5 separate regions of the Mus musculus genome follow, and all the other regions are linked to region 3. The links are chromatin contacts, called in public Micro-C and promoter capture Hi-C maps. All regions are on one chromosome and are shown on one strand. Each heading gives the region's core, a stretch centred on a gene start, on an enhancer-like site or on the middle of the called end of the contact. The rest is flanking DNA. Distances are from core to core; before and after follow the strand shown.

Evidence for each region. Promoter capture Hi-C pulls out the DNA fragments that hold promoters and counts their contacts. Hi-C and Micro-C count contacts between places; a contact is called where the count stands out from the background.
Region 1: a promoter capture Hi-C map of pre-B cells shows a contact between it and region 3, with 5 times the contacts expected there. The contact joins the promoter of Bcap29 here to the promoter of Ccdc71l in region 3. A contact is called at or near these places in 8 of 39 promoter capture datasets (erythroid cells, fetal liver, hematopoietic stem and progenitor cells and 4 more), 4 of 484 Hi-C or Micro-C datasets (CD4 T cells, liver, pre-B cells and 1 more), 1 of 115 datasets of contacts at active chromatin or transcription factors (memory CD8 T cells) and 1 of 9 other capture datasets (adipose tissue).
Region 2: a contact with region 3 is called in a promoter capture Hi-C map of neural stem cells. The contact joins the enhancer-like site here to the promoter of Ccdc71l in region 3. A contact is called at or near these places in 2 of 39 promoter capture datasets (embryonic stem cells and neural stem cells), 5 of 115 datasets of contacts at active chromatin or transcription factors (astrocytes, bone marrow-derived macrophages, embryonic midbrain and 2 more) and 1 of 9 other capture datasets (liver).
Region 4: a Micro-C map of embryonic stem cells shows a contact between it and region 3, with 5 times the contacts expected there. The contact joins the promoter of Atxn7l1 here to the promoter of Ccdc71l in region 3. A contact is called at or near these places in 5 of 39 promoter capture datasets (fetal liver, hippocampal neurons, liver and 1 more), 1 of 484 Hi-C or Micro-C datasets (embryonic stem cells), 2 of 115 datasets of contacts at active chromatin or transcription factors (astrocytes and memory CD8 T cells) and 1 of 9 other capture datasets (liver).
Region 5: a contact with region 3 is called in a promoter capture Hi-C map of pre-B cells, with 4 times the contacts expected there. The contact joins the promoter of Cog5 here to the promoter of Ccdc71l in region 3. A contact is called at or near these places in 5 of 39 promoter capture datasets (the C10 cell line, liver, neutrophils and 1 more), 1 of 15 datasets of contacts at CTCF or cohesin (the NIH/3T3 cell line), 1 of 484 Hi-C or Micro-C datasets (regulatory T cells), 1 of 115 datasets of contacts at active chromatin or transcription factors (astrocytes) and 2 of 9 other capture datasets (adipose tissue and liver).

The regions. Positions count from the first base shown.
Region 1 is chr12:31,633,186-31,636,445 of GRCm38.p6, forward strand. Bcap29 (B cell receptor associated protein 29) reads right to left here and starts at 1,473. Exons shown (of 8, transcript NM_001164090.1): 1 at 1,420-1,473; 2 at 1,078-1,195. The coding sequence starts at 1,169.
Region 2 is chr12:32,924,976-32,928,039 of GRCm38.p6, forward strand. 4933406C10Rik (RIKEN cDNA 4933406C10 gene) reads right to left here. Exons shown (of 6, transcript NR_044986.1): 3 at 499-560. Among named protein-coding and RNA genes, the nearest start is that of Gm51998, 10 kb to the right of the region's middle. Within about 2 kb of position 1,651, at least 71 of the 459 cell types and tissues checked have an H3K27ac peak or open chromatin away from gene starts, as enhancers often do. A contact at or near this core is called in astrocytes and neural stem cells, where this site is marked.
Region 3 is chr12:32,377,333-32,380,723 of GRCm38.p6, forward strand. Ccdc71l (coiled-coil domain containing 71 like) reads left to right here and starts at 1,457. Exons shown (of 1, transcript NM_001162903.1): 1 at 1,457-3,391. The coding sequence starts at 1,652. The coding sequence ends at 2,308.
Region 4 is chr12:33,145,419-33,148,713 of GRCm38.p6, forward strand. Atxn7l1 (ataxin 7-like 1) reads left to right here and starts at 1,553. Exons shown (of 11, transcript NM_001374022.1): 1 at 1,553-2,497; 2 at 3,015-3,083. The coding sequence starts at 2,317. It overlaps F730043M19Rik (RIKEN cDNA F730043M19 gene), which reads right to left and starts at 2,168. Exons shown (of 6, transcript NR_015602.3): 1 at 1,714-2,168.
Region 5 is chr12:31,653,365-31,656,513 of GRCm38.p6, forward strand. Cog5 (component of oligomeric golgi complex 5) reads left to right here and starts at 1,505. Exons shown (of 23, transcript NM_001163126.1): 1 at 1,505-1,619. The coding sequence starts at 1,526. It overlaps Dus4l (dihydrouridine synthase 4-like (S. cerevisiae)), which reads right to left and starts at 1,462. Exons shown (of 7, transcript NM_028002.2): 1 at 1,326-1,462.

The sequences.
Region 1 (3,260 bases), core at 223-2,722, 740 kb before region 3:
AATATGTGTGAGACTGTCATAAGTAGTACCAAATATGTCTGCTTGAAATCTGAGGTAGAAAGAACAGGGACAGCATTGTGTGACTGTAAGCTAAGGATCTCATCTGGAGTCTGACACTGACCAGTTAGGTGACTTAGGTTATGGAACAGAGCCTTTCTGGCCTTAAGCATGTGATCTATAGAACCCATGGTTGGTGGGAAGAACTTGGTACATCCCTTCCTACAGTATGAGTTACTGCTTCTTGTGAGGGAAGGAAAGGGCATGGTGTGGAGACCAGGACAGAGAAGAGCTGCAAACCAAGCAGATGAGGAGTTTCAAGTTTTTGAAAGACTGCGTGGACCCTGAGCCAGTCCATTTTATTGTCCCAAGTAAACAGTTTTGCACCCATCCTTTTATTTCTCTGCTCAAATGCAGGGCAGTTTAGGGGAAGGGGAGGGAGAGAGGAAGAGGGGGAAGAGGAAGGAGAGAAATGAAGAGGCGGTGGGGGGTGGGGGAAGAGGATGAAGGGGGAGGAAGGAGAGAGGAGAGAGAGAATATAGATATATAGACAGGAAAGATGTCCAAGGCATAACCATGGCTTTATTATACCTGTAATCAAGACACCCACCCCCCAAAAAAACCTAGGTTCTTTTAAAAAGGAGGTGAAAATCTATTTGTACACAGAATCAAGCTTTATATAAAGTAGAATTTTAATAGTTACCAGATTGCAAATTTGAGTTTCATTTTTAAAGACTACCTTTTATATAATTGGCTCCCATCTTTTATTTAATTATCCATTTGTTGTATGTATGCATGTGTATTCATCATGTGTTTATGTGCGTGCATGGGTGTTTCTGGGCGTCCCAGGGTGGAAGTGTGGCGGTCAGAAGACAACTTTGTGGAGTCGGTTCCCCTTCCACCAGGTGGTTTCTGGGTATCGAACTGAAATTCTCTCCCTTGGCTGCAAGGGCCCTTTACCTACTGAGCCACCCCGCCGGCCCTCCCAAAACTTTCTAACCTTACAAAGAGCATCGCACGCCGTAGCCTGAAGAAGCTAATCAAACATTTGGTACTGTTAAGGATCTGACGGTTTCCTACCTCTGTGGAGGAATAAAGGGCAGACAGAAGAGTAAAATGAGTCCTATTTCAGCATAAAGAAAGCTGGCAACCGCCGCCCATTGGATTGTCATCGTTTTGTTTTGTTTTTTCTTCACACCTATACAGAGAAAGATTTCAATTTTAGAGAAACATGGGTGAACGGCCAGACACGCGGCGTGGGGCCTGCCGGGAGTTCGCCTAACTCCGGGTGACGAGGCAGTGCGCCGGACGGCCCCGCAGGTTCTTCCCCGGTCCCGAGGTGGCTCGGGCCGCAGAACGCCGCGGCCCGAGCCGCCGGACGCGAGGTCAGCAGCGGGGCCGCCCGCCGCCCGTCAGGCTTACCCGCCGCCGATCGCTCCGCGTGCCCCGCCGCCCGCCTGCGCGCGCACGTCCCACGCCGCCGGGAGCGCGCCGGGCCCGGCTGAGGTCACACTGGCGCGACCGCGCCTCCCGCGGCCCTTGTTTCCTGGTGCGCGGCGTGAGGCGGCCGAGGCTCCTCCACGTGGGCTCGGTATCCCCGGAGGGCTGATCCCCGATGCGGCTGATGCCGGATGACGGGAGCCAGGGCCCGGGTCTATGGTGGGACCCAGCCAGGTGCCCTAGGGTGGTAACCTGCCTCCCTGCCCGGAGCTAAACTGAATTTAAGTCATGGCCCAGGCCTGGGGGGTCTGTGGAGCGTTTTGTGTTTTGCATGCTGTTTTCCTGGTCCTACCGTGCCCATAGGCAAGACCAGGCAACTTGTGGGAACTGCTGGGTCTACTCCTTTACCTAACCATATTCCCTTAGGTAACTAGATAGGCCCCAGAAACCTTTGAGGGTGGATGCTCTCATGCTTGGTTAACTTTGCATTCCACCTCTGGTTTCCCTGGTAACACTAGAAAGAAAAACCTAACTACTGCCTCTCCTTAGGCTTTCTGGTCAATTCCTGTAATATCCCTGCTCCAAGTAGAGACTTGGCATCCCGATAACATTACATACTACATTACATACTGTCTCCATTAAGCTGGCCAGGAGTTCACTATCCAGGAAAAAGGATTCACTTGGAGATGTGTTAAAGAGGTGGGAGGGATAATTATTCCATTAATACGACGCAGCACTTACACATCCCAAGATGGCACTCCTTGAAGGAGCTTCCTTCTGCCCTGTGGCAGTAGTAAGCTTGCTTGGTTTTCTGGGTTCTAATTCAGAAAAGCCTAACACCTGCCTCTGTTTTTCTTTAGTGGATGGCCAAAAGCCTAAGCAAGCTTTCTGCTGATAATGGGCTTTCTCATTTCTGAATACCTGCCCCCTCCCGGAAGTACTGGTAGACCTTCATTTCTGAACAAGGCAGTGTTATTGGACCCTTTATGCCTAAAGATGTAACTTTTGTCTTTTTCCTCCTCTTCTCCATCCCCTTGGCTACCTTTTTTTTTTGTTTTGTTTTGTTTGTTTTTAATTCCAAATTAATAGTATTGCCCTTTAAAAAAAGCTTTGGCATTCTTTTATTAACAAAACTAGGAATCTAAAAGGGAACTCCAAATACTTCCAGGTTTTCAACATATGTGAATATTTGCAAATCTCAGAATGTAACTTCAAAAGGTTAAAAATCCCCTGTAAGGCTGTTGTGCAGTTGCTCAGATGCTTAATTTAATCATGACTTTTGAGCAGCCCATGTTCATTTGGGTTTGTAGTGTCCTTCTGCTAAGTGTCTATTAGAAATGTCTATGCGCCGGGAATGGTGGCGCATGCCTTTAATCCCAGCACTTGGGAGGCAGAGGCAGGCAAATTTCTGAGTTCGAGGCCAGCCTGGTCTACAGAGTGAGTTCCAGGACAGCCAGGGCTATACAGAGAAACCCTGTCTCGAAAAAACAAAAAACAAAAAAACAAAACAAAAAAATGTCTGTGCTTAAATCTATGGTACGCTCTTTAGAACCTTCTTTGCGAGTGCACATGTATATGGTGGTGGAGGGCAAAGGTGGATGGCAATGTCTCCCTCACCACTTGCTCACGTTTTCTTGTTTTCTCGTTTTCTTGTTTCTTGTTTTCTTGTTTTGGAGAGTGTTTCTGAAGCTTCTGTGACTACATGAAACTCCAGCTCGAAAACAATAAACTCCAATTCTGCTTCTTACTAAGCCTCTGAAATTCCTCCCCCACCCCTGCCACTTTTCTTTTTTCTCTTGGTGGCACAGTCAAGAATTCCTGTT
Region 2 (3,064 bases), core at 401-2,900, 550 kb after region 3:
AAAAAAATCAGAATCAGTGAGACAGACTTCCCTCTATGACGTGGGTCCTCGTAGTCCATTTAACCGAAGCTGAAATAGAGCAGAGAGAATGCTTCTCTACCAAACAAAAAGAATTTATCTGAGATAGAATGTAAGCCACCCTGCCATGGTTTTGACTGACGGGACACTGGCTCTCCCTGGGCCTCCCACCTGACAGCCATGACTACCCAGAAGATGGAACGACAGCCATTCCCACATACCTGCTTCTATGCCTTCATGGAATACTAACGTATTCATTCTCCCTTTTTTTTTCTCATGCCCAGGGCTCTGAAGCCTGAGCGTAGACAATCAAAACCAGAAGAGAACCCAGCAGTGGGAACCACTGCTGTCAGGTGCCAACCTCCCACAACCCAGGCCTCACCTCCTTAGCTCTCCTTCTCAGCGTGTTCTGAGGTGATTCTCAGTTTCTGACAGTTTCTCGAATGGCCCTGTGTCCTCTGTCAGTCCACATTTGCTTACCGCTGTGTTAGCTTCCTCCACAGGAACTCGATCCACAAGATAGGAGGCGTTGGGGCCGATACCTTTAGGAAAGGCACCAAAGGACCTGTTCACCCATTCTGTCATGTGGGGACACACTAAAAGCTGAGAACAGGCTCTCTTAGGACCCTGACACCTACATCTTAGACCTCCTTCCTCCAGACTCTGAGGAGTACACTTGTTTATAAACTGCTCAGTGAAGAGGTTTCTTGCAGCACCTGATGGGGCAAAGACTCTTGGGTGCCTCCCATCTCTGTGGTACTGCTATTTGGGGAAACAGCAAGAGACAAAGTGAACACGGTCATCCTGACTCACAAGGAACTTACCTTTTAAAAGGTCATTCCTGTTCAAGTAGATTAACTTTTTTTTTTTTTTCAGATAAGGCCTTATAATATATAGCTCAGGCTAGTTTCAGATTCACTGTGTAGCCTGGGCTAGCCTTAAATCCTCAACTCCCTGAGAGCTGAGATTACAGGCACATGCTGTCACACCCAGCTTCAAGAACTGTACCTCCCATCTAAAGTTCTTTCCTCTTTCTCACCACCAGAGAAGCTGCCAGATGCTTGCTCTCCCTGCAGCCCTGCCATGGGGTTTCTTAAACAACCCAGACGCACTGGAGGAGAACCATGGCTCTGGGGATTCTTGACAGTCACTGCTCCATGGCCACACCAAGGGAAAACCCTGGGACCCCCACACCAGCCTGTGCAAAGTACTTGTTTTTAGTTAGCGAATGGCTCTACAGGACACCAACTCAGAGGATCCTCTGTCCGAGCAGCACATCATTTGTGCCTCATGCTGGCTTGTTTTGTGTTTCATGTCCCTCACCTGAGCCTTTTTAATGTCTTCCCAAAGCCCAAAGGATTTATTCTGGGATTAGTCAAGAGTGGAGTGTTGAGGCGCCTGCCTCTGAAGTGGCCAGCCATGCTTTCTCTCCAGGCAGCACAGTTGGCTAACACACCACCAGGCAGCACGGTTAACACAGCCGGAACTATCTTGCAGTAAGCAAGCATGCTATTGGCTTCACTGCAGGGGGTTTCAATGACGATGTCTGGGAATTGTCACAGTTTAGTTTAGCGCTCCTGGCAAACTCTGGAGCCAGTTTGCATAATGCAGTGTCTAAAGAACAGATTCCAGCAGAACAGAGCATGTTCAGTTAAAAATAGAACACAGGCACCGTGCTGCTCATCTATAAACCATGAGGCTGGGGGGCGGGGGAGGCAAAATTAAATAATAGCCCCTGGGGTTTATGAACACCTGCCCCTGTCGCTCAGATCCTGCAATAGCTGGGGACTGCCAGCACACTGAATCAGGCCCTGCCTGCCCTGAGACCAAATGGCAAAAATAAACCAAACTGACCCAGTTAAATCAGGAAACACGAGCACACCTTTAAGCACGCCACAGTTCAGGTAGCCTCTCTAGTCCAGGCCCGCTTGGGGTGTTCGCTTTGTGTTAGACCAGTATAGACCGACTTAGCTCCCACATCAAACAAGCCGGACCTAAATGGGAGGCCGAGGGTGTGCACCTGTTATGTTCGGTGTGGGAAGGTATAAAAAATGCAGTCCTCAGCTGCTTCTAAGCTGTTGGGAGTCGAAGTGACCCACTCAACAGACTTGCCAAGTGCTAAGAATCAGAAAAGGAAATATTTTGAGTTTCCATACTAGGAAATAATTTTGACGGGTAGTACAATCTATTTTGTGTCAGGAAAGAAATGGATATTTGCGGTGTGGGTATCTAAAAAGCTAAGTTGTCAAAACAATACTGTGAATGTGCGTCCACAAGAATACGGGAAACCGAAGAGGAGAGGAAGCTGCTTCCTCTCCCACAGTGTCAGTCATTCACCAGCACCTGACTGGCAGGCTGCTTCCCTTCTGTGTGATTCATCTGTTTCCAGTGACAGTGCCCTCACATCCAAACGGAGCAGTGGGCTGGCTCGCTGGATTCTCCTGTCAATTCTGCTGGAGAGTTTCTGATTCTGAAACTCGACAGTAGTAATATTCTCCGTGTTTTACAGCCACCTGGCTAGGTTTTAAAAAGTTGCAGTGCCAGGGCTGGAGAGATGGCTCAGCATTTAAAAACACTGGCTGCTCTTCCAGAAAACCTGATTTGATTCCCAGAACTCACAAGACGGGCTCCGAACCATTTGCAACTCCATTCCCAGAGAATCCAATGCCCTCTTCTGGCCATCATGAGCATGCACACACATGCATAGATATGCATGCAGGCAAAACACCCATACACATAAGATTAAAAAACAAAAAAGTGCCCAAGCAGCACCTGTAGTGAGTCTAGGGCCTGGCCCGCAGGAGATGTGAAAGGCCCTGCCACCAGACTCACATGTGTGCCTAGGACTAAGAATTATGGGCCGTGACAGGGAGAAACCCCACCACTGCTTTGTCGGGTGGCAATGATAAGGCATGGACAAGGGTTTCCTTCTGTTCTGTCCTGGTTTGGAACTTGGTCTTAGTTTGTAGCACAGGCTGGCCTTAAACTTCAGATTTTTTGCCTCTGCCTCCCTGGTTTTGAGTTCATGACCTGTGGCCTCAATGTA
Region 3 (3,391 bases), core at 207-2,706:
ATCTCTAGATTAGGGACATAAAGCTCTATAGCAGCAACCCTGCTGTTAGCAAGCTGTCTTAATAAACTCCTGTGGGTCTAAACTGCCCTCATCTGTGCGACAAGAAGACTGAACCAGGTGTGTCTCAGCTCAAATATTTAAAGGAACTATTTTAACTGTATGCAGATCACAAAAATTTGGCATTGCATTCATTGTGTGCTGCAAAATAAGATACTTACTGAAGAAAATTCTAGCACCAGGACATAGATTTAAAAAAAAAAAACCTTATTTTACAGAAATCTTAGGGGCTGGAGGGTATAGATCACTAGTAGGGTGCAGTCTTCATATGTGTGAAGCTCTGGGTTCTATCCCCAGCAAGGGGAATAATGAAGTTTAAAGGACTTCAAAGAAAATTGCAATATAAATGCAAAATATATAATTACCTTGTTCTAAGCAATTTCAGTGCTGCACTCCATTTCAAACAGGCAGTGCTATTTCATACATCCATTTGGTATGCATTCAACGCCTATTATGTGAATAGGCAGCGAGTTGAGAGTGAATAGAGGAATTGACAAAAAGGATGTCTACTACTGTCTTCCCAAATACAAAAGGTGATTCATTCTTAAGGATGTATTCTTCTCAAAGAATCTTATTGATTACGTGGAATACTACATCAAGGATAGAGATGGTGCTGCGAATGGCAATTTAATACCAACTGAAATGTGGAATAGCACTCTGATTTAAAAAAAATGTTTTCTTTCAGCAGAACAGCTTTGCTGCCATTGCTGTTTGTCCAACTTGAGCAGACTTTTTAGTTCATACAGTATTAACTCTTTTCTTTCCCAGTGACCTGTACCTCCTAAATGTGCCAAGATGGTTCCATTGCCCAGAAGGAAGCTGTCATCAATGCCTGAACTTTTAGTTTTCTTAAAAGATGGGGTCAAGAGAGGCAAAGCATATGAAGATGCCAAAGCAGGATTTGAGACTTTAGAAGGGATTCATGAAATGCCCATCCCTTCTAGTTTATACCCAACTCTCTCAGCTGTTATACTATCAAGTCTTGGGGTTCTCTCTCATTATTCAGACTGGTAGACTTCCCCAGCTCAACCCACAGCTGAACACAATCACCCACGACACCCCCAAACATGGCACTCACACCCACCCACTTCCTTCTCTTGACAGGGCAACCCTCATGGATCCACCCAATGGTTGACTGGCCTTCCAGGGCCTCACCATCACCCACCACAGCCACCATGTTCCACGAACTGGCCTCTCCCCCATCAGTCCCCGCCCCTCACTCGGAGAGCACCCAATGGGAGGAGCTGAGGCCGTGGGAGGCGGGGACTAAGGCGGGCCCATTTAAAGAAAGGCTGAGGGCGAAAGGAGGCAAGAGAAGAGAAGAAAGAGAAGCCAGGGGAGGGGGCGGGCGCCGTCCAATGACAAAGCCCCGGGGTGGGCGCCCGCCGCTGCCGCCATCTTTAGCCCGGCCACAGGACAACCAGCGCGTCCTCCGCCCCGAGGGGGAGGGGCGGCGAGGCGAGAAAAGTAGCGAGCGGCGCCGGGCGGAAGGCGCCAGCACAGGCTAGCAGCGCCGGGCGGAAGGCGCCAGCACAGGCGAGCGCCGCCGAGCCGGGCGCGGACAGGGACGGCGGGCGGTCCCGAGCGGCCTCTGATGCGACGCGGCGTGAAGAGGCGGCGGCGCCGGCCCCGGGCTGCCTGGGGCGGCGGCTACGGAGCGGAAGGAGGGGCCGGGCTGGAGGCGCTGGAGGAGAAGGTGGTGTACTCGCGGTCGCAACTGTCGCTGGCCGGAAGCACGGAGGCGCTGGGCGACGCCTTCAAGCTCTTCATGCCCAGCAGCACGGAGTTCATGAGCTCGGAAGCGGAGCTCTGGAGCTTCCTCTGCAGCCTCAAGCACCAGTTCTCCCCGCACATCCTGCGCAGCAAGGACGTCTACGGCTACTCCTCGTGCCGGGCACTGGTGCCCGACCCCCCGGCGCCCGACAGCCGCCCCGCGCGCCGGCCGCGCCCGCGCGCAACGCCCAGGAGGAGGCGCCGTGGAGCTCGGGCTGCCGCGGACACCCGTAGGCCGCGCCCCGCCGCTGCGGCCGCGGAGCCCGGGCCTCCCGCATCCAGCTTCGGGGGCCGCACCCTGGAGGAGATCTGGAGGGCGGCCACCCCGACGCTGACCAGCTTCCCGACCATCCGCGTCGGCGACGACGTGTGGGGCGAGCGCAGCCTGGCGGTGGCGCGGCGCAGGGCGAGCCAAGTGCTGCGAGTGGACCTGGACCCGGTGGTGAGGCTGCGCCGCTTCCCGGTGCACCGGCTGTGATGCGCGCTGCGGCGCCTCCTGCCGGCCGCCGCCCGGGGAAGCTTCCGCGCGCTGGAACGGACTTATGTCAATGTCAGTCGAATGTTTACAGAACCGGCCCCCTTTGGTGCACTTTATGCGCGAACTAGGCCCCTGGATGCGGTGCGGCGCCGCGGTCCAGGATCGGGACAGGTGCGGCCCCCACGCCCGCGGCCAGACGGGACGGCCGGACCCGCGACAGAAGTCCCTTTGCTTCCCAACCCGGATGGAGACGTCTCCAGAACCTGGAGGGACACGTGCGTTTTCTCCCTCTCGGACTCTACCTCACCGGTCTGGAAGACCTCCGAAGACTTACAAATTTTTTTCTCCAAAGGAATTTTGTTTTCGTGCTTGTGTAATACAGCCAGAATTTTACTTGCTCCTGATTCCCCTTCTGTTTTCTTTTTGACTGTCAGCCCCACTTTCTGGACAGAAGATCGACTATGTTTCCTGGTGAAGTGCTGGTGTACGCTCAGGGTATTCTGAAGGCCACTCGTTTTCTAATTTTTACTGGATTCCAAAGCTTTGATCAAGGTCGTCTTTTAAGAGTTTCAAGCTTATGACTGTTAATGTAAGGATTTGTATGGCTTTGAATTTCATGAGCTCAGTGATTAACAAGAGATGCAAAGTACAACTTTAAAATAAAAGGTTAAGGTGTTTATATATAAAGTTTTATATTGAAAGTTTATATTTACTGAGCTCCTAAGTAAAATGGTAGAATATTCTTTAAAAGTTTTGTTTAAGAAAAAGTTGACTTACTCTATTCATTTAAATTGAATAAAATTGAAGTGTTTTGAACCACATGGCTTGTGATAAAAATTGAATAAATTTTGAAGAAGATGTTGGCTACAAGAATGACTGGAATCCAGTTGGAGGTGTTTGACCTCGCTTCCTGGTGTAACATAATATTCAGGATTGTTAATGGGAAGAGAATTAAGATGGAAGTTGCTTAGGAGAGATCAATACGTGTGGACATTGTGAATAAACAGATAAACAGAATACCCTTTAGAATTCCCAGAATTGTGAATGATCTATAGGGAGGGGCAGGGGCATTTCTTGGTACCA
Region 4 (3,295 bases), core at 303-2,802, 770 kb after region 3:
GGAAAGCAGAGGACACATTCCCATGGAGGTTGCCCTGCCCTGCCAGAATGCAAATGTCCTGGGTTCCTTCAGTTCTACTTATCAAAAAGAGTCTGTTCATCATGCCCGGCTCATTCATGGCTGGGCTCTAGTGCTATCCATTAACAAAGAGCTGAAATCCCTCCAACTGGTATTCCTAGGTGGCGAGGAGGATTTCTGATGTTAGTCCTGTTTCTAATCTATCACCAGAAGTGAGGTAGGAAAAATAAACAACATGGTCCAACCAGCAAGGTGGGTGGTACACTTGCCTTCCAGGTGCTGAGAAATCTTAGAGAAAAACGAATGGTGTAGGTAGCAAAGTCCTCACAAATTGAGATGCTCAGAGAAATTTAGCAAGAGTGGCAGATGGGATAGATGGATTCATTTAAGTCGAAGTCTATTAAGCAATTTTGGGGACATGTTTGAATGGAACATGTTGGTTTTTTCCTAGCTGCCTCCAGCTAGCTCCCAATGATGGTCCTAGTAGGACACAAGACGTTACACAGCTAAGCCACACCATCGACCCACATATGCTTACATTCACCCAAGGTTCTGCATGGTCCCCTTTTCTAGGCAAGACCAGACCTCAGCTTACTATAAGATCTTCCCAATTTCTAATATGCAGAGCAGATTCCGTTTTCTTGGTGACACATTTTTTCTGAACACTCTTAGCTCATTTCAACTTCCGCCAAGGAACTGGCCCTGCCGTGAAAGTCCATACCCTTGCCACACTGGTCTGGGGTCACTGTACACATGCCTAGCTTCCCTGAAGAGCTAAGCATGATCGTTCTCCAGCTGCAGCTCTGTGAAGACCAGGATGGATCTCCCTCTCTCTCTGACCCTGGGCAACCGGTCCATGAGAAACAATGTTATTTAAAAAGATGCATGGGTGAAGTAATGTCAGGTACAGCGCCTGGCTCATCTAAGATGTCAAGGTCTGAGAAATATTTCCCAAACCACAAGTATTTAAAGTAAGGTAATTCCTTACCCACTGGCACCTTAGTTAGGTAGCAATTCATCCAAACCTGAGAATTATCCATGTCCCATAGAGGCAGGCCCACTCGCGCACACACATCACAGCTGAAAACAAGCCTCCAGAGGTTCCTTCCCCGCCCCCATCCTAATGCAGGTTTTGAGGTTCATGGTGCTGAGTGCCAGGACATTCCAGCCCCACCAGAATACAGCCCAGAATTAAGCAACGCTTCAGTGTGGAGCAGAAGGGCTCCCGGGGACAGCAGTGGTAAGAATGGAAGGATGCTTCACAAATAGAAAAGTTATTGATTACGGGGGTAAGGGTGTCTTTACAGTTTAGGGAATTCCTAGTAAGCAAACAATTCTAAAGAGGTAACAGAAGGTTAAGGTCTCATTTACCAGCCCCTAGGGTCAGAAGAGACATCTCAAAGCGCCACGCGTCTACACACCTGGCAGTCAGGTTCTCCGGTGATGCGAAGTCCTCTGGCCAACCTGCTTGCTCTGTGCAAGTGCTGGGTCTGAGGGAGGGGCTTAGCATCACCCAAGAGCCTTGAGCTCGCTCAGTCTCTGGTGTGCGCGGAGCAAAGTCTCCGCAGTGGCTCTACCAGCTGGGACACACAACCATCGCACAGATCCCCGGGAACGCCAGAGACAAAATGATTTTGGAATTTTGCCTGCTATGAAACCAAGGATGGGATGATCACTCCCCTTGCCCCCACTCACCGGTTTCTCGGAGTTATGTCCATTTCCCCTTTGCTTCTGACTCCTGAAGGCATCTGCGAAGAGACCGGATTCCAAGGCTCACCGAGAGAGGAGACAGGGTGAAGTGGATGGTAGCTGGGAGGTGTACTCTCTAGAGTCCCTGCTCTACCCTGAGGGATAAGGATGGAGGGGTGCAAAACAGCCGATTTCGTTCCCACTAAGCCTCCGGGATCCTTCTGGGACGTCGCATGGTGGGTGACTGGGACTCTGGGAGGAAGAGACTTGCAGCGAGCAAAACTTTCGGTCCTCCAGCGGCGACTGGACGAAAGAACCTGTGCTTCTTCCCGGGGTCGCGCCAGGGTTGCTGGCTGGACAGGGCGGCGGGGCGCAGCATCCTGGCGCGAGGCGACCCTGCCCGGCTGAACCGGCGGCGCACTCAGGCTCTGCTCTCAGCCTGCCGGACTCCGCGCTCTCCCGAGCCCCGCGCACACGGCGCCTCTCTGGCGCCCCCAGCGGCTGCACGCAGCACAGCAGGGCCGGGCAGGGCCGAGCGCGCCCCGCCTCCCGCCTCCTCCGCCGCCCTCCTCCCCCTCTCAGAACACTCAATGTCGGAACGTTCCGAAGATGACGTCGGAGCGTTCTCGAATCCCGTGTCTCTCGGCTGCTGCTGCCGAAGGAACAGGGAAAAAGCAACAAGAAGGAACAGCAATGGCGACACTGCACCGCAAAGTGCCCAGTCCGGAGGCGTTTCTGGGCAAACCCTGGTCCTCCTGGATCGACGCCGCCAAATTACACTGCTCCGACAGTAAGAACCCCACCGCCTGTACCTCCTTTTATTATCCTGTAACCTTTCCATTCACCTAGAGCCACTGGGAAAAAGTGTGTGTGTGAGAGAGAGTGGCCCCCGGCGTCCTCCATGCTTCTCTCTCTCTCTCTAAATAAATACACACAGACACAGACCATCAGAGCACAGAGAGGCCCGGCTGCCAGCAAAGCTGTCTGTCTGTCTGTGCCTGGCTCTCCGGGGCAGGCAGCCTGCGGGGTGGGCTTTCGCAGCCCCACGGTGGTGTCTGTTTAAAAGGCGACTCTGTTGCTGCTTGCATAGTTTTTTTTTTCCTTTCCTTTTTTGGGGGTACCTATCTGGGCCAGGTAGATGGAAAGCCAGACTCGGGAGAAAATGTTGCATTGTCAAATTTTGCAAGATTTTCAGATACAGTATTTAGATCGATCTGTTTGTCAATAAACACTCTCCCTCCCCCCTTGACTTTGGCATCCCCCCTTTTTTCCTCATTTTCTTTTTTCCTTTTCTTTTTCATCTGCAGATGTAGATTTAGAAGAGGCTGGAAAAGAGGGTGGCAAAAGCAGGGAGGTTATGAGGCTTAATAAAGAAGGTAAGTGGAGCTCTTGGCATGTTAGTGTTAGCTTGTGTGGCAGAGTCTTCACAGGCTTTGGAATATAATGTGAATTGTTCTGTTGGGTACAGAGTGACTAAGGCTTGTCAGAAATTGAGCACGCCCAGGTGACTACTGCTTCACTGTTAACTTCCTTCTTCGAAGTATAAATACAACTTGGGGGGGGGGTCTTTCAGTGTGGGGGAGGCTGT
Region 5 (3,149 bases), core at 255-2,754, 720 kb before region 3:
TTACCAGTGAAGATATTCAGTTATTACCAAGTAAGTGCACCGTAAATAACTTTTATGCCCAAAGTACAAGTGATAAAATTGTTTAATATTTTTCATGTTGTACTTAAAGCTTTTGACTTCATAGTTTTTGTTTTTATATTCCATTTTGGCCTTTGTAATCTATTGCCAGATAAAAGCTAACTCTATAAAAGGCTAGTTGTTCAAAATTCAGTCTTTAATGTTTGGCAGTAGGCTAAATGAACACAAGGCCAATATACTGAAGGATGTCATGGCTTGCAAGAAATCTTTGGAAGTGTCAACACTGTTCAGAGGAAAATGGGAGCGTAATTAAGCTAAGTCAGAGATGGGCTATGTCGATATGAGGAATAAACACGGAGTAAACCACTAAGAGACTATTTGCAAAGGAGGGAAGAATCTTACACATTACAGAACTGGTACACACTAGGAGGTGGTGATCGGCAATGGCGTCATGACTGACTTTCTAAAGCATGATTTTGCTCTTACTCATTCTTGTGGCCAGACTAAATGGCAAAGTCTGCTTCAGTATGAATTTCTTGAATAAGCTATAGCTTTCAATCTTGATAGTAAATTAGGATGCAGAAACTTTTAGGAATAAAAATGCTTAAGTCACATCCAAGACCAAAAACAGCTCTCTGAACTTATGGGATGAAGGTATCAATATTTTGTTTTAAAGTTCTCCAAAGCATGCAGCACCGGACATAATATTTTGGTAATATGTGCTTCTACACCTAGAATTCCTTTTAAAATATAAGTGAATTTTTTTTTTTTTGAAAACTTGTGCTGGTATGTATAGTGGGCGTTAAAAACTTTATTGCATATTAATATGTAGACTAAAGTCAATCTTTTTTTTGTGAAAAACAAGAAAGCTAAGGAAAGAAAATCATCCTGTAATTCAGATAATGCTATTCGTCGTGTATGATTATTACAAACAAAGTAGTTTCGTAAACTATGCATACTGAAATCTAATGCAACTCTAGGCGCGCTGCCTCTCGCTACCGCATCGTGACTGAGGTCAAACACAGGAGGGAAAAATCTTCTGAGGCGATGTTAAGGGAATGCAAAATGCAGAGTAGCTCCAGACCAACTCAATAAATAGTTACGAATATTTAAACGTTTTTATTTTTAAGGGCAGAGCTTAACAACTATTCTTCCCCAGCATATACTGCCTGCTACCCGGGCTTGCCACTCCAGGCGGGGACTAGGTAAGGCTGAGCAGCCCTAAGCTCCCACGTGTTGGGCGAGGAGGGCCGTGACGCTCCCAAGAGCCTCTTCCCCACGCCGGAGTTCTCAGGCCCAATACTTGCGTTGGAGATCGGCGCGGTGGCTGCGTCCGGAGCGGAATGGGAGAAGGCCCCGGCGGCGACCTGTCTTTCCTTGCACGTAGGATTGTAGTACTTAGGTTCCCAAACGCAACCCGGGCCGGGCAGGTGGGGCGGCGCCTTGATTCTGCGTCACTTGGAGGGCGGGGCGATTGCAAGACGTCATCAACCCGGCACTTGCCAACATGGAAGGTGGAGACAGCACAATTTCCGTAGCAGGCCGTGGGGCTTCGGGTTCCGCAGTAGTGGCGGCGACCGTGCAGGCGATCCTGCAGGACGGTAAGGCGTCGGACGGTGGCCCGGCCTGGGTCGCCCTGCCTTGCGCAGAGTCCGAGAATCCTACCGGTCACTTTGCACAAAGTTTTCCTGTCTGGACTTGGCCACTCCCCTCCGCCCGGCCCCCTGGCGTCCGGGATTGTCCTGGTCCCCCAGTTTCACGGGGAACGTGTTCCTCTCTTCCCGTGGGTGTCTTGGGGAAAACACCTGGTGTCTAGTTGCTGGGGTTTGCACTGGATCATGATGCGCCCGGGACATCGCTGTAGTTCCTGCACGACGTGGTCGGGGCTGATAGCCGCTACTGCTGCTCAGTTCCTGACCAAGGATTGCACTGTCCGTGCCCAGAAGTGTGAACTCACCCTAGGTGACAGACCGCTCGCTGCTTAAGGAAAGGGATGGAGGATGCAAAATGTGGAGTTGGAAATTTCCGTGTTCAGTTCTTGGGCTATGCAGGTGCCTCTGTTATCCATACATGTCGAGTACTGAAGTCAGGATTACTGGTAGTTTGAAGAGAAATTATCCCAAGTAAATTAACTATATACCTTTCTATAGTATAGTACGCTTGAAAGTCAAGTTCGGTTGTATTAATGCTCAATCTGAGAGACAGAACAAAATTCAGTTTGCTAAAGGTATTAGGCCTTAATCATCCCATCTTTTCTCTAGTTGACACTAAGTTCTTTCATCTATTAAAAGCGTTTGCATTTATCACCTTAATTGCTTCCGAGGCCCTTGCGCCTCCTCCTCCCCAATCCCCTTCCCCCTTGTTTTTGAGACAGGGTTACTCTATGAAACCCTGACTGTTTTGGAACTCCCTGTAGATCAGTCAGTCTAGCCTTGAACTCACAGAGATACACCTGCTTCTGTCTACCACCTGCTGGGATCAAAGGCTACCAAGCCAAGCATAGGAACCTCTTTTTATATTCCACAGAGTTAAAAGCAGTATTCTGCATACAGTAGGAACAGATTTTTTTTTTTAATTTTCCACATAAGAGTGGCTTAAAGGATCAAACTGAAATTTAAATTATGGTGTTTTCCCTGATTGTTGAATATTTTATATCTTTTTAATAGATATTTTATATCTTGTCAAGACTAGTGATGTTTTTCAGAGTTAGGTTGTGGTATATTCTTAGAGTTTCTGCCTGATGCACCTCATCTTTGTGTCTTAATTGAAATTTAAATTTAACCAAGTTTCAAAATCCTGAAACGAGTGTGTGTGTGTGTGTGTGTTTAATAGCTGTCCAGCCTTTGAGCTTAAACTGAACTTAAAACTATGCTTGCTTTTTTCCTTCTGTGGTTTCAAATACAATTAAGTAAAGTCTCAGCAATTAAATAAAGCCCTTTGTTTTAAGGACATTCCCTTCCTTTGTGCTGTGGAGTTTATTCCTGTCTAGAATCCAAACACTCCCATTCTATAATGTTAAAATCACTTTGCAGAGGTCCTCATTGGTTCCTTGGAAGTAAGTCAGATGGGCACTTCTGCTTCTTATCCTATTTAAACTTGTAAAAGCTTGGCTCTTTCCTTGAAGTAATTTG